Regions from separate parts of the Mus musculus genome. Here region 1 is linked to region 2. Evidence: chromatin contacts called from public Hi-C data. All regions are on one chromosome and are shown on one strand. Each heading gives the region's core, a stretch centred on a gene start, on an enhancer-like site or on the middle of the called end of the contact. The rest is flanking DNA. Distances are from core to core; before and after follow the strand shown.

Evidence for each region. Hi-C and Micro-C count contacts between places; a contact is called where the count stands out from the background.
Region 1: a Hi-C map of the C2C12 cell line shows a contact between it and region 2, with 2.3 times the contacts expected there. The contact joins two enhancer-like sites. A contact is called at or near these places in 1 of 39 promoter capture datasets (cranial neural crest), 3 of 484 Hi-C or Micro-C datasets (the C2C12 cell line, the G1E-ER4 cell line and pro-B cells), 5 of 115 datasets of contacts at active chromatin or transcription factors (the NIH/3T3 cell line, bone marrow-derived macrophages, embryonic stem cells and 1 more) and 1 of 9 other capture datasets (macrophages).

What each region holds. Positions count from the first base shown.
Region 1 is chr10:42,168,550-42,172,884 of GRCm38.p6, forward strand. No RefSeq gene overlaps it. Among named protein-coding and RNA genes, the nearest start is that of Gm40630, 89 kb to the left of the region's middle. Within about 2 kb of position 2,707, at least 51 of the 459 cell types and tissues checked have an H3K27ac peak or open chromatin away from gene starts, as enhancers often do. A contact at or near this core is called in the C2C12 cell line, where this site is marked.
Region 2 is chr10:41,819,818-41,824,098 of GRCm38.p6, forward strand. All of the region lies in intron 1 of Sesn1 (sestrin 1), which reads left to right. Among named protein-coding and RNA genes, the nearest start is that of Sesn1, 11 kb to the left of the region's middle. Within about 2 kb of position 2,369, at least 43 of the 459 cell types and tissues checked have an H3K27ac peak or open chromatin away from gene starts, as enhancers often do. A contact at or near this core is called in the C2C12 cell line, where this site is marked.

The DNA of each region.
Region 1 (4,335 bases), core at 1,457-3,956, 350 kb after region 2:
GAAAGAGACACACACACAGAGACTCAAGTCCTGGGCAAGGAACCTCCTAGATCCCTGCCTGGCACCATCACCCTGATCCTGGAATGAACTGGCACACAGGAGTTCTGGGCCCTGCTGAATGTCCCTCCTGAGCTGTTATAGCTGTGAATGCTAAGTCCTGGTGGAAGCTGAAGCAGGTCTCTGAGAAGCTAGCAGCATATGTCACAACTCTGTACACAGCTGATCCTTCTGAACCCTGAGCACGAGGACAGCTACCACCAACAAGCGGACACACGCAGACAAAAGCTCCCACAGGTCACTGGCCCTGAGCCACTCAGATATTAGCCTTGCTGGTGTCTTCTGGTGCCCTCTTCTCTTACATGGAGAAAAGTCAACCTGTAGGGAGATCCTGGCATGAGAACAACTCTCTGTACAAATCGAGGTGCGTTTGAAGTGGCGAGGGAATGTCCTTCACTATCGGCTACCCACCTCCTCCTAGCTCTTCCCCTGCCGTTTGGGCATGACCAACCATCTTCCTCAGTGGACAATGGGGCAAAGGTCCGCAGGACAGGGCTTTATAGTATGTCCCCTTGGCTGTGTGTGTTTGCACAGCTCCTAGGATTAACAGAGTCAGCGAGTAAATGCAGAAAAGAATAACATACAGAGACACAGGCAAGCTGGGATCCGGCAGACTGGGGTTCTCTGATGGAGAAGGTGCAGCATCCCGGAAGGTCAGTGCACTTATTATACCCAGCTAAACATGGAGGTCGGCAGGAGCAACAGCAGGGGAGCAAACTCCAGGCCATAAACAGCTGAGAAGAGAGCTAGTGTGGGCATTTCTAACATACGCTGGCTGTTAGCATTAGCAGTTGGAGTGTGGCGGGCTTTGCTAACTCTCTGAGCCTTGCCCTGGGAAGGTGCTCCTCCCATGGGACTGAGGTAGGTTCTTGACCTGACGATGCATATTCACCCAGGACCTCGCTAGTTGCTCCATTCCTCCCCTACCCAATATGCAATGCCTGGCTGGTGCACCTTACAGCATCTGTCATGGCCTATCTGCAGCATCACCAGCAAGGTCACAAAGCTACTTGCAGCATCGTGGGAGAGGCACAAAGCTATGACGCAGGGTGAGCCAACTGAGCTTAGTGGAGAAACTAGGCCAGGTTTCCATGTGTGTGCATGAGTCTACGTAGAGTTGGTGCTGGACCTGCAAAAAGGTCCCTCAAGTTCCTGGTGACTGTGAGGACAAATATCACCTACAACCCTGGTGTCCCACCCACTGTCCCTGGGTAGCCATTACAATGAGAAAGTCAGAGGGCATGGGGGTCTGAACTATTCCAGCTATGACGAGAGTCTGTCCTCATTGGCCGGGTTGCCTCATGGGCAGTTAGTTCCCTGTCCCGAAGTCTTCCTGGAGACATCCCAGGTTTCCGAGTTTCTTCAGTTTCTCTGAGCTTGGGCTTGAGTTCCTATTGCAGCTGCCTACAGTTCAGGACAGTTAGGGCCTAGCCTGTCTAAACAGTGAATCAAGGGGCTGCTGAGGGGCCAGGAGCCAGGAGCCAGGACTGAGGATCAGAAGACCCACAGCTGTTTAGGAACGTGGTGCTTCAAAGAGAGACATTCAGCCTTGGGGATCCCCCTCTTCTTTCCTCTTGCTTCTCTGGTGCTGTGGGGGATAGAGCCTTGGGGGTATCATCCCCTCCCTAGAGTGCCTCTGGCACCTGGCCTCCTTATTCTCTGCACCCTGGAGCCTGACAGCTGCTCCTAACTACCCTCTAGTAAGTCCTTCTTTGACTGGCCTTGACCTTGTGACCTTCCTGCTTCAGCCTCCAGAGTGGCCGGGGTTAGGAGTGGTAGGTACTGACTGCTACACCCAGAACAAAGCCGGAGGTCAGACTATAAACCACAGCAGCCCCACAGTAAAGACAGTGACAGTACACAGACACATGCACAACTTCCAAGGGGACAGAAGCCCAGCCAGGAGAGGAGGCGTGTCCATAACATCCAACCCCTGACCAAGAAGCCCCGCGCAATCAGTACCTGACAAAAAATCAGGTATATTGACCACACTCTAGTTATCCAACACAAAACAGACACTATGGTGTGTGTGTGTGTGGTGGGGGAGGGACTGCTGTTGTTAGAGTTTGGTGTCTTTTGTCTTCATAGGGTTTGTTTTGTTTTTTAAGAGCCAGAGAAAGAACTTGGCATTGGGTGGGGAGGACCTGGAAGGACTTGGGAGGACTTGAGGGGGGGGTAGATGCGGGGGGGGGTGTGTGTGTGTGATAAAAGTATATTGTATGAAGAAATTTTAAGAATAATTTTAAAATGCAATTGGAAAACGTCCTGCCTGTGGACAAAGGGGTTGGGGCTGAGAAACACTCCCCAGGCTGGAGCCCCACCCTGTGGGTAACTGTCCCAGCCCAGACTGTACTTCTGGAGATCCATCTCAGTGTGGCCAAACCAAACCACAGAGTCCCCATTTGGAAGATCTCGTTTCCTAACCATCCTGGCCCAACATCAATAGCAAATGCTGCCCCACAAGTGGCCAGCCATCGATAGTAGGGACAAGCCAGGGGTCACAAACCAAACTCACATATGGGGAACTTCCCCCTGGAGAGGAAAGCCACCATCAGGAAAAAAAAAGAAAACAAAGTTGTCAGCCCAAGTTTCCTCCAAGGGAGACACCCTGGGCAGGGCTCCTCCTTGCAGCTGGAAGGCTTCCTCCTTCCGGGGCTGGCCCCCTCCTTAGGAGCTAATGATCCCCAGCTGTGCCCGCTTCTGCGTGGCCTTGTTAACCCCTTGGTTTCCTTGACCAGAAAATACTGGGTCACTCAATTCTGCGCTGGCCTCACCCACCATCTACTCAGAGGGGTGCATTAAATGGGTTCTCCTAGGAGACGTGAGAATGAGCAGCCGGTTCACCACACTCTCTCCTGAACACTGAGGTGTGTGAAGTTTCTCCCTTCGAGGCCATGCAGCCAGCAAATGAAGGTGGGATTTAAATTTGGCTCGAGGCTCTTTTGGGCATCTTATCACTTGTTTGGGTAAAGTTAGATTTTTTTTTTCAATTCGCAGATTACAAAGATCAACACCCTGGCATGTTGTACTTATTGTAAACTTGAAAAACAGAATTCTGGGTTGAAAATAGGAAGAATCTGGCTAAAGGGGAAATTGACTTTGGACCTACACCAATGTCTTTGAACTTCAGCCACCTTATTTTCAATATAGTGCAAGAAAAAGTGTCTGCCTGTCATGCTGGAGGTGGATTTCAACAGTGAGTGCTTGCCCTAGTGTTTATGACCCAAGTCCCATCCTCAAAATAGATAGAAGAAAGGAAGGAAAGAAGGAAGTCTCTTGAACTTATTTGAAAACGAAATAGATTCACTTGGGGAAAGCACTGTCATTTGTGGAGTCTTCTCAAGAAAGACAATGATGTGCCTTGACCCCCGATGGACTCTAGCACATTGTTTGAGTGACCTTGGAAGTTTCCTTTGTAAGAAGCAGGCTCTGAGAACTTCTGAAAACTGGAGTGTTTTTTTTTTTATTTGTTGTTTTTTTTTTTTTTATTTTGAACATGGTTTATCATGACTAAATCCTTTATGCCACCTGAAGGAGACCAGGTCAGAAAGAGTGCATGTGGTATGGCTCCAAGCACTTGGCCTTGCCTGGATCTTGCTTTCCTGGAGGAGGTGTGGCTGTGTCCAGGGTGTTCCTATCTGGGTTTGTTATGGGAGGGGCATCCTATTCTGGTAGGAAGGCTCCTTTCACAGTCATTTTCTGTTCCTGGGGTTCAGAGAGGAGCCTCGTAGGCCATTGTCAGAGGTCCCAGACCCATAGGATCCTTTGGGCATCGGACTGTATTTCATAGACTTCTGAGTGTTCCTGATGAGCAGAGATCTTTCTCAATAGCTATCTGAGTGCCCGATTGTGAACAAGGAAAAATAGAAAAGATGGGGAGACAGGGAGACAGTCCACAAGCCACACTAGACCCTCAGGCCAGGTATGGACACAGGAGTCACCCACATCTAGTGACATGAATCCAAATAGGAAAAGGGGACATGAGTTTCCTACTGCTTCCTGTGACTAACTGCCACCAATTTATGGTTCCCAACCAAAACACCCACACAGGCCATTGTCTTATGATTCTGGTCTGAAGACCAGAGTGGCTCTCACCATCAAGGTGGCAGCTCCCTTCTTCTGGACCATAGGTGCCAGCACCCAGAGGCCATCTCCATCCTGCGTCTGCCGCCCCACCTCTATCTTCAGTACCAATATGGCCGGCAAGGCAAGCCCTCCTTTCACACGCCTTTCTTCTAGCTTAGGCTCTGGTTCTGCTACTCCATTTCAGGAACGTTA
Region 2 (4,281 bases), core at 1,119-3,618:
TATTGAGACAGTGTAGATTTTTTATTAAACCTATTGAAGTATTTTATCTCATTTATTCAAAATTTATTGGGTACCTAATACATACTAAACACTGTGTTTACAGGTTTGGGATCTTGTTTTGTTTTGTTTTGAGACAGTGTTTTACCTTGTAGCTATGTAGCCTTCACTGGCCTGAAACTTGCTGTCTAGACCAGGTTTGCCACAAGCTCACATAGATCGTCAGACCTTGGCCTCCAGAGTGAGGGTATGTTGATGAGTTTTTTGATGTAGGAAAGAAAAGACATAGACTTTGCCTTTTAAACAGGGCCTCTACTTGAAACAAACAAAACCAAACCACAGCCTTATATTTTTTGTATTCATGGATTATTTTAATTTCTACGTATCGTCCTAAATAGCATGGTTCCCCTTGAATCTTGAAGGTTAAACTATTATTTCAGAATGGTTTAAAGATCACATTGGCATTTTGTAGCAGCCATGTGCTTATGTTAACCACTGGAGCCTCTGTTTCTTCATCTAAGAATTGACATTTTATTATTTATCTTGTGATGTGATTAGAAAAATTAAAGGTAGAGGCACCAAGGTGCATAGTCCTGTATCACACTGTGGCCACTGCAGAAGCAGGTTTGGGGCAGAGTTAACTGAAGTGAGTACAGGGACTCAGGGGGCTCAGGAGGCTCAGGGTGCTGAGAATAAGTGAGGGTTGAGTGCTCAGCCCTAAGACATTTCTTTATACCACCTCGACGGGGCTCAGAGCATCATGGGCATGGAGGAAAGAATGGAGGAGCTGGGAGACAAGGAGAGGTTAGGAGACACTTTGGGTGTGACGCAGCCATTAAAATCATCTGCTCAGCAAGCCTGGGCTCATGTGCACTGAGCTTACATGAATCTTGCCTGTTTAGAGCCAGTCATGGCCATGGGAGAAACCGGGACACCTGTCGAGCTTTTGTCTATTGGTGGACTCTAGAATAAAGGAGTTAGGAATAAACTTTGTGGAATTTCTACTTAACTTCAAAGCTAGGGTGGTGGTGGTGGTGGTGGTGGTGATGCCATCTATAAATTTACATGGTGATATTGAAAATTAAGTGAAAATGGAAGCATCCAGAAGTGGGTCTGGTTCATAATAGGGTTCTAAATACTGGTGAGATGTCTCCTTAATGAGGCCAAGTCCAGACCAGCAGGGCTTTAAGAATGGGCAGACTCGGTTTTTATTTATGTAATTGATTTTAATGGATCCCCCATGCAAATCACATGTGTCAATACTCCTAATGGTGTTGTGAACATTTAAGTTCTGTGCTCCTGCATAGCCTGCCTAAGGTTCTGTTGTCGTGGATGGTTTCTGACCCAGGATAAGTGTTAGACTTTGTTCAGAATTGATAGCAAATCCCTAGTGTTCCGTCCAGCCCTTGCTGTACTCTAGTATCAATCCAGAAAGCCATCATGGCACTCGCATTGAGGGTGGCAGGCAGCCAAGTTATCATCTAGGTGATCACGTGCTCATTGAGAAATGGGTAGCCATAGCCTATGCTTGCAGGCCTGGGGCAGCAGTAGAGGGTCACTGTCGACCATAGGCTGTTGAGTTAGCCACACCTTGATCAAAGTCCTTAACTTTCTCAAACCTTTGCTCTCAGTGGTGAGGCATGTATAGTGTCACAGCAAGTGTTAACTCATAGTTCAGAGAGGCATTGGGGAGCCATCTCTCTGACACAGTATGCCCGCAGGTCCCCCAATCCCTAGGAAACAGAAGGGCGGTACTTGTTTTTGTTTTAGCTACTTTGCAGGTTCTTTGTCCAGGGGAAGTAGCATTTCTAAAAACTATGAATAAGGATTTTATAAATATTATTTTAATTCTCTGGAAACTGGATTCCTCACAGATCATGTTATCTGTTATTTCACTTATGAACATTTTGCTTTGATTTATGTCTTCAGGGACACATAGGGTAGGACAGCAAGTGACAGTTCGTATGCCAACTAATGAGAAAGCAGACGAAGCCTCCTGTCTACTACTCCAAGTCAGTTACCTGTTACAGGTTCTGTGTGCCTCATGACACTGCAGAGGACAGGAGACCTGCCCAGTGGGGTCCCTACTCTGCATATCCACTGGGATCCCCCAGAAAGTTAGAACCAAGCACCTAAGCAAAGGCTACATTACCTAAAAGATCCTCCACAAGAGATGGAAGGTTCTGTACCATCCTCTCTTGGTGTGTGGTGCTGTCTGAGCTCCTGTGTCATGTCCTCTCTGTCATTCTCACAGGTCAGATGACTCAAGTCTCTCCTACTTACTCTAAAGTGAGTAGAGTTGGAACCAAGACACCTTAAATCATTTTCTACAGTATGGTTATTTTTTGAGTAGAGAAAAGAATTCGTGTTGTGTATGCTAAGCCTGGTATTCAGCCCTTTCACCTAGTTACAGTCATGAGTCACAACAGCATACTGTATAGGTATTATCATTATTCTGTACATTAAAAATGTCCAGAGATATTAAATAACTTGGCCAAGACATCATAAGTTAAGGAGAAGCTAGATTTCACAGTGGGCCATGAGACTTGTCACCATTATACAACATTATCTGAATAAAGATTTAATAAGATATTAGCAGTCAGTATATATCACTAAATTATTTTGCCTTAAAACATAAAATCAAAATTTTACTTAAACCCTGACTCATCCTGGAACTGTATTTGAACCCTGGTGAGTATTGATGTTTCACTGTGGTCTATAGCCTTCATCACCATCACTGTAAATTATACCGACTGCCTGCAGTGGGGATGCTAGAAATCCGGTGTATAGAAAGGCTTGTCTTTACATTAAAAGAGTCTAAGTCAGATGGTTCCTTTAATGCACTACCTAAAAGAAAATTTGGTATATTTCCATGAGTAATGACTAAAGATTAGCTGTGAATGTTGAAAGCATATTCTCCTAGGTAGCTCATTGTTGCCATGACAGTGCTGGCACTGTGAGTGTTGTAGTAACTCCTTGCAGTGATCTTATTTTAGACCCTAATGTTCCTAAGTGCTAAAAGTCCCCTTCCCGCCCCACAAGAACCTCTAGTGGAAAAGTACTGGTTTATAGCTGGCTTCGAGCTTTGTGGCTGAAAGGCTGTACTATTGTGGGTTTTAAAAAAATAGTGTAGGAGTGTTGAGTATTTTTCCTGTGGATTATAAATGTTTGAAATCTACCAAGATATGGTATTGCATTACAAGTCAGACAGCAAGTTGTTTACCACACAAGAAAAGGGACCTCAATTGTCTTTTGAGAAATCGAGCCCAGATTGTATAACTCCACTGAGCACACACAGAATGAATTTTCCATTTGCTTGTCGCCCATGCATACTCTAAAGTGTGCAGAGTTCCCTTTTAAAGTTATTATGTAAAAGTTGTCCTTAGAACCATTGTGTTTAAGCAGTATGATTTCCATATTCAGTATTTACCTGTGTAAACTGTTACATTTCACTGGACTAATTTCTTACATTGTAGTAAACTCATTAAATTATACAGTGACTTTAAGAACTTACCTGATTGGGTATCTGAACTAACATTTGAGATTGTTTTTTTTTTTTTCTGAGACAGTCATATAATCTCTACATCCCCACACCAAATTCCCTGTGTCAGTGAGGAGGGCCCTACATTCTTGACCCTCCTGCCTGGGCTTCTGCCTCAGTCTCCAGGTGCTGATATTACACACCTGTACCACGACACCCAGCCTAATGTAAGTTTTGAGGCTTTTTTTTTTTTTTTTTTTTTTTTTTTTTTTTTTTTTTTTTTGAGACAGGGTTTCTCTGTGTAGTCCTGGCTGTCCTGGAACTCACTTTGTAGACCAGGCTGGCCTCGAACTCGGAAATCCACCTGCCTCTGCCTCCCGAGTGCTGGGATTAAAGGCGTGCGCCACCACCGCCCGGCTGTTTTGAGGCTTTTAAAAACTTTTTTGTGTATGTATTACAAAACAGATTTAAAATATTTTACTGATTTTTAAAATTATGAGTCCTACTATATTTGTACCAGTAAGCACAAAATAGTTTCAAACTCATAATTGACATTTTACTAATTTTCACATACAGTTAGTAGTTCAGAATTTTGATATCTGTGGCACATTCACTAAAAGCAGGATGTAAAGAGTAATGGTGTTGGCAAATAGCCCTGTCAGAAGCAGACACAATCTCTAAGTACTGTGCTACACTTAAGTAATGGCAACTGTCGACAACTGACTCCATTTATTCTGTCTCTAAACCTGCTCTTCCCTTCCTGTCCTGTTCCATATCAACATGTTAACTCCCTGACGGTCAAA